Linked DNA regions of Mus musculus: region 1 is linked to region 2. The links are chromatin contacts, called in public HiChIP or PLAC-seq maps. All regions are on one chromosome and are shown on one strand. Each heading gives the region's core, a stretch centred on a gene start, on an enhancer-like site or on the middle of the called end of the contact. The rest is flanking DNA. Distances are from core to core; before and after follow the strand shown.

Evidence for each region. HiChIP or PLAC-seq counts read pairs in DNA pulled down with a chosen protein or histone mark.
Region 1: an H3K4me3 HiChIP or PLAC-seq map of embryonic forebrain shows a contact between it and region 2, with 11 times the contacts expected there. The contact joins the promoter of Pantr1 here to the enhancer-like site in region 2. A contact is called at or near these places in 6 of 39 promoter capture datasets (cranial neural crest, frontonasal cranial neural crest, hippocampal neurons and 3 more), 3 of 484 Hi-C or Micro-C datasets (Sertoli cells, adipose-derived mesenchymal stem cells and liver), 12 of 115 datasets of contacts at active chromatin or transcription factors (craniofacial prominence, embryonic basal ganglia, embryonic brain and 9 more) and 3 of 9 other capture datasets (embryonic stem cells, embryonic tail and embryonic trunk).

The regions. Positions count from the first base shown.
Region 1 is chr1:42,693,505-42,696,809 of GRCm38.p6, forward strand. It overlaps Pantr1 (POU domain, class 3, transcription factor 3 adjacent noncoding transcript 1), which reads right to left and starts at 1,321. Exons shown (of 4, transcript NR_027826.2): 1 at 1,243-1,321. Pou3f3 (POU domain, class 3, transcription factor 3) reads left to right here and starts at 2,264. Exons shown (of 1, transcript NM_008900.3): 1 at 2,264-3,305. The region is part of intron 1 of Gm46091 (predicted gene, 46091); the gene reads left to right.
Region 2 is chr1:41,917,196-41,920,492 of GRCm38.p6, forward strand. It overlaps Gm29260 (a long non-coding RNA gene), which reads left to right. Exons shown (of 6, transcript XR_373362.3): 5 at 2,714-2,826. Among named protein-coding and RNA genes, the nearest start is that of Gm29260, 180 kb to the left of the region's middle. Within about 2 kb of position 1,941, at least 11 of the 459 cell types and tissues checked have an H3K27ac peak or open chromatin away from gene starts, as enhancers often do. A contact at or near this core is called in craniofacial prominence and embryonic forebrain, where this site is marked.

The DNA.
Region 1 (3,305 bases), core at 71-2,570, 780 kb after region 2:
CTTTTGAAAGCGTGTACTGTGAAACTCATAGCAGTAATTTAGACAAAATCCTCACTGTATATTAATGAAAGGCGGCCCCATGGCTCTGTTCCTATCCTCCCCATTCAGTGTAAACAAAACCACGAGACTCTTTCGGTTTTTGAGCCGGATCCAAGCAAAATCGGCAGGAAAGGAAAACACGGGGTGCTGGCACCGACTATTCAAACGTCTGCACCTGGAGATCTCAGATTTATTCAATGAAATCTGTGTTCCATCTTTTATATATACATATACGCATATATAAATATAAAAAGGAACCTTTTGGAATGGAGGGGGGAATCCGTTCTGTTTTGGGGCTTTGGTTACTGCTGCCTTTTAGATCTGTTTCTACGATGGTATCTTTTCACCCCGGCAAGCAGGAGCTGGACCCGATCCTACATAAATGCCCCGCGTCTACGGTTAATCTCGAGATCACGCAGAGGCTGCGAGGCTGCTGCTGAGCTGGAGAGCTCCCTCTGTAACTGAGTTCACAGAAGTGAGCCCTCTAGAGAAATTATGCATCGGGGAGAAGGCAGGCCAGTTCTTTATATTCGGAGCACACCGACCGCCGGGTTACGTTCTCGGCTGCTGCTTGGACTAGAAACTGCAGATTGCGGTCCGGTGCCCTGCAGCTGAGGGTGCGGGGTGCAAGCACACGCACACTCATTAAGAGTCGTGTATTTATTGAATGTCCGAATTGGGTTAGTTCATTGGAAATCCCCAAGGAGGATTTAATTTGTCCTTGTTTTCGTTGCCACTTTCTCTTTTTTCTTGGTTCGCTGAGGTTCCTCTGTGCGGCGTTTCCGCTTGGCCGCGTCGTCCCCCCCCCCCCCAACACACACACACCACACCACCCCCTCTTCTCCCGCCTACCGGGCGCACTCCTCCTCCCGGGCCCCTTAACTCTTTCAGCTGGGTTGCGGCTGAGAAAGCACTTGTCGACAGCGGTCACAGCCACCTCGCAAAACCTGAGACCCAAAGAAAGAGGAAAATAAAGCGTCCCCATGCCCAAGAATAGCAAGCGAGTGAAAACCCCACCAATGAACACACTCACACGCGCGCACACACGCACGCACACACACACACACACACACACACACACACACGAGTCAGCGGTAAAGGGGACCGGGGTGGGGGGCGGGTGAGCAGCTAGCAGCCCTAGGCCCTCTAGGCGAGCTGAGGCAGACACTGCATTCTAAAGGCATTGGGATCGAATACACTTACGATGAATCTAGGGGGACGGTCGGGCTGATTGCCTTTCAAATACCTCGCGTGGCTTCGTTGACCGGCACCCTCCAAACTCACAAGGGCACGCACGATACTTGCAAGAATCCCAGAGGAGGGTGGGTGGGAGGGAGGAAAGGAGGGAGGGGGGGTTGGAGAGCGAGCAGCCGCAGCAAGCGGTCGGACTCGCACGCGCGGGCCCCGCGCTGGTACAGGGCTGCAGGTTTCCCAGATGATGGCATCCGAGAACTTAAACAAAGAGGGTCGCCGCCGGCGCGCCGCGGCTGCACAAAGTTGCAGTGGCGGATTTCCAAGAAGCTTGGCCACAGGAGCTCTGCGCGAGGCAAGCCTTCCTTTCCCACCTCCTGCAGGACAGAGATGGGGGCCCGCGCGTGAAGGGAAGAGGAAACTTTGAAACCAGTGGGGACACATCTGTCTATAGGTATTAGCTTGAACGTACATCCGCGGCGCGCGCTTTACAAATCTCTCGCGTGGGGTGGGGGTGCGACACAACGCAGTCTAGGTAGAATGGGTAGACTGCTATTTTTCAAGATTTTTTTCCCCTCTTCATTTTCCTCCTGGTCCCCCTTCTACCCGCCCCCTCCTTTTCTCTTCCATTTCTCTCCCAACCCCCCCAGACCAATCGCGAACACAGGGAGCCGCCAAGGGAACGCAGACGTTTGGGCTGGACACTAAGAGTTAAGATGTGGCGGAGGGGTGGAGCGAGGGGGGGGGACGACGAAGGGGGCGGAGGGGGAGGGGCGTGGAGGGGAAAGTGGCGCGGAGGAGGGAGGATGGGGCGGGGGGGGGGGGACAACAGATTTCCAGCTTCTACGACGCTCTGCCTAAATTAAAAAGCAACCAATCGGAACGGCCGGAAGGGGGGCCAGGCGTCCTAAGCCAGTCATTCCAGGCTTGCCAATCACCCAGCGGGTAGCCAATCAGCAGGGGCCCTGGTGCTCGACTTCCTTGTATTTGGGAAAGTGTGGTGGTGGGTGCGCGCTTGCGGCGGAGGGTAAACATTCGACAGTCCCTGCTCTGAGAGGGAGGGACGGAGAGCGAACTGTCAGATCCTAGCGGGAGCGGGCGCTCGAGAGAAGGAGAGAGGGAGAGAGAGAGTGAGAGAGAGAGGGAAAGTGAGACAGAGAGAAAGAGAGAGAATCCGGGCGCAGAGCTAGCTCCGGCTGCAACTCTGCCCCGGCACGCCTGCTCCCGCGCCCGCCGTCGGGTACTCTAGGAGCGGTACAACGTGCCCACAGGAGTTGGTTGTGTATCAAGGATTCCCTGTATGCACACACACATCTCCACCTCCACCAATGCACTCTTCTTCCTCCTCCTTCTCCAGACAACTGCCGGGGAAAAAATAAAACATCAACCCCAACCTTCAGCAACAAGGTAACAGAACAATTCGACATTTTTTTTTCCTGTTCAATTTTTGCCTTGTTATATTTGTTTCCTAATTTCTACCCAAAAGGAAAGATGTCGCACCAGACTGTGAGTGTCGCGAGGAACATGAAAAGGGACTCTTGTTTCAGAGACGTCCAAGAGCTCCGGCAATAACAACTTCAGAGAAATGCACCATCGCAAGAAGTTTTCCTAGGACAAAACAAAACTTGAAAGAAGCGAACCAGGGGGGCAGAACAGGAGCCAGCCGCCCCACTCCGCAGACGCGAGCCGCCAGCATCACCACGCCTGTAAGGACCGGAAAAGTTTTACTATAGTAAGGGGAAACAGTAAGATGTGTTGCTGAAGATCAGGGAAGACAGCGGACCAACTAGGAGCGGCCAGATTGCTGGCCACCCACAATTTGGCCAAGGAAGAAAGGAACCGCTTCGTCCTTTGTTGTCTCCCGTGAAACCTTCGCTTAGCAGGTGGACAGAGCCCTGTGCCGGGCCAGAGTCCGCACTCGTCCGAGGACAGGAGGAGCCGCGGAGCCCTTGCTCCCCGAGAGAGCGCCCGAAGTACGGGTCCCCGCCCCAGTGGGCGAGCCTCGCTGGAGCCAGCCGATCGCTCCCGGCCAGGGGGGAGACCACGACCCCCCCTGAAGGGGCTGGCCACGGAGC
Region 2 (3,297 bases), core at 691-3,190:
AGCACCCAGCACCCAGCACCCAGCAGTTCATCTCTCTTCTCTGCAGAGCAGTCTGTGGCTTCTCCACAGTCAATGTTTCTAGACACAAAGTCCTAGAGGGTACTGGTCCCTTTTTAAAATTTCAATGCCCAAAGGTAAGTGATTGTTCAAGAATGCTAGAAGATACCATTCCAGCATTTGGAGAGGACATTTTAGTACCCCCTGTCAGGCACAGGCAGAGGCTACTTAGATTCTAGACAAACGACCTAGGAGATGTCTAAGATGCTCTGCTGCCCCCAGAATGCCTAGAGACTGAGGGAGTTTTCAGACTCTGTCTTTGAATTCTGGGAGCTCTGCTTGTGGGACCTACAGGCTTTCTGTGTTGCTTATTGTCTCATGGAGGCTACCCTGGCAGGCTGACTGCGCTTCTTTGTCTCCTGAATTTTCTCTGGAGTGCGTTTGAAGAGGCTTCTCTTTTCTAGTCTGTGGCACGCCTCTCCCCACCTGCTTTTGCTCCCCCTGCCCTTCTCTGCTCAAGAACCATGAGAGAAAAATCTGAGTCATTCCCTAGGAATAACCACTATGCTTTCTTCACTATGAAAGTACAAGAATGTGGTGGTGCACCCACACTTGTATGTGGTCACAGGCAGGCTGAAATTTATCCAGGAACACCCACGGATGTCACTATGCCCCATTAGTACTTAAGTCCCAGTTGATAGTCTGCCTACCCACACCTCACTCCTTTCTCAGAGACTTTTTTTTTTAGGTATTTTCCTCGTTTACATTTTCAATGCTATCCCAAAGGTCCCCCCTACCCACCCCCCCCCACTCCCCTACCCACCCACTCCCCCTTTTTGGCCCTGGCGTTCACCTGTACTGGGGCATATAAAGTTTGCAAGTCCAATGGGCCTCTCTTTGCAGTGATGGCCGATTACAGAGACAAAATTTGGAGCTGTGACGAAAGGATGGACCATCTAGTGATTGCCATATGCAGGGATCCATCCCATAATCAGCTTCCAAATGCTGACACCATTGCATACACTAGCAAGATTTCGCTGAAAGGACCCAGATATAGGTCTCAGAGACTTTTAAAGCTGTGGATAGAAAAAATAACCTTTTCCCCAAAAAGTGGAGCCTAGCCTGAAGCTCGAAAGCCCCGTCTTAAGTGCCACAGCTTCAGGGAGTGGACTTCCTGGTCACTTTCAGTTCTCCTGTCGCCCTTCTTCCTTTGCTCTAGGAGAAAGAGCTTGAGGAAGGAGGGCCGGCCATAAAGCTGGGGTATACTCTGAGGGAGAAAGTAATCCTTTAATTAAGAGGGGAATTCTTTTGTACCTGCACTGTATCCTTTTGATGCATTTAGATAGAGGGAACCTGAGAGGCCAGGGACAATGGCAGTTTGCTACTGTCTGAATCCCTTCCCCTTACACTTAATCCTGTCCTTATTGGGACCTTGGGTAGAAAGCTGATAATTTTGGTGTTGTCCTAAAAAGGAAGGCAGTGCCTTGAATTCCTGCCACTATCCCCTGATAATGAACAGGCCTAATGAATGCGGGTACGTGGTAAGAACCTGTGACCAGCTGCATCGGGGCAGGCAGTACAGCTCAGGTTTAATTGGGAGCAGGTATTGGAAGGCTGTATTACTTTAATTGGTGAGGGGTTTTCTAAATGGAAAGGACAAAGTATAATGAAGAAATTGTGCCGTACAATAGCACTTAAGCTGGGATTGTATGCATCCGTTAATCTGCTGAGGAATGAGGCAATTCTAAACAATTTTCTCAGTGAAACCAACTCCAGAAAGCCTGTCCCCTTTGTTCCCCCTTGGGAAAATGCAAGATTGAAACAGAAAATACCTTTACCGAAGCAATCATGTGCCACGTGTAGAAAGCGGATACAGCTGTAAGCTCTGCAAAAGGGATCTTTGTGGTCCAATAGGGGGACGGAAACAGAGATAAGGCTTGGGATAAGAGTGAGCCTGCGTCTGAAGTAGGAATACAGTAATGGCATTTACAGTGACAGATGAGCCTCTGAGGAGAGAGCAGGACAGTTCAGAGAGGGGAATCTGATATTTAAAAGACAGGGCCTTGATAATTAAGAGTAACATTGCATTAAGCTGTTACGCAGCTCATTATGGACAGAAGGAAAAGCCGTGTCTCCGAAAAAGTTAATGATTCTCAAGAAACCTTTCTGGAAGCCGTAACAGTACTAAAAGCCTTGGTGGACAAAAGTTTGAAGTCAGGCTGTATTTCTGGCTTCCAAATTTCATTTAAAATTGTGAAGGGCACTGTGGTCAAAAAGCCATTGCAATAACTGTGTGGTGTTCTCTGTTGCCTGACAGGGCTCAGGTGCTGTCTGTGTGTACAGCTAGACCAGGGAAGGAGGGAGACTAGCTAAGGAATGGAATTTACAAAAGTTACTGCTTTAAACACATGAGTATAAAACAGACAGGAGACATTCACCATCAGGCACTTGCTACTGACTAATTTCCTTTCACAATTTGTATTCTACAGCATATCTCTACAATAACGACACACACACACGCACACACATACACACACACACACACACACACACACACACAGAGAGAGAGAGAGAGAGAGAGAGAGAGAGAGAGAGAGACTATTGGCTTTATATTTGTGACTCAATGAGCCTTTATGAGACTGTTCAACAGAATTCTTAATAGGTTTAAACTTCTTGTGCATGAGCAATTGAATTATTCTTGTGTATTTTCTTCTAGGTGGGAAAACACGATGATCCTAAGCTTTGTGGTTTTCAAAGAAGTTCATCAGTGGGGGGAGGAGAAAATGGAGCAGAAGAGAAGTGTTGGCCAGACTTTCCCAGGATTCCCAGGTGGGTTTCATATATTGCTCAACTAGAAGAACCAGACCAACTCATCTTTCCCAGAAGACTGCAAAGTGCAAAGGCTATTGTGAGTGTTAGATTCAAAGCTCGAAAGCTACAGTTTATAAAAGAGCTCTTTGGAAGGGAAACTATTTTGGTACTCTGAACATTTAGATCCCATCTATTGGGCAACATCGTTATTGGGCTCAATCTGAAGTTCCCACTACAGTGAAAACAAAACAACAAACAAAAACCCATTGGTGTAAAACTTTTTATCCTAAGAAACAAGAATAAAACCTCTCTGCAACATTGGTTGGTAATGGCAAAATCCTGCTTGGTACTCAGGAAAAGATGTGTATGCTTAAAAGGTAACCTGATTCAGAACAATTCCACCAGAACATCTTCAAGGCCATCAAGGGATATGCTCTTTGCACAACCAGAAACACAAGGATGATAGCTCAGACTCCAAGCTGATCCTAT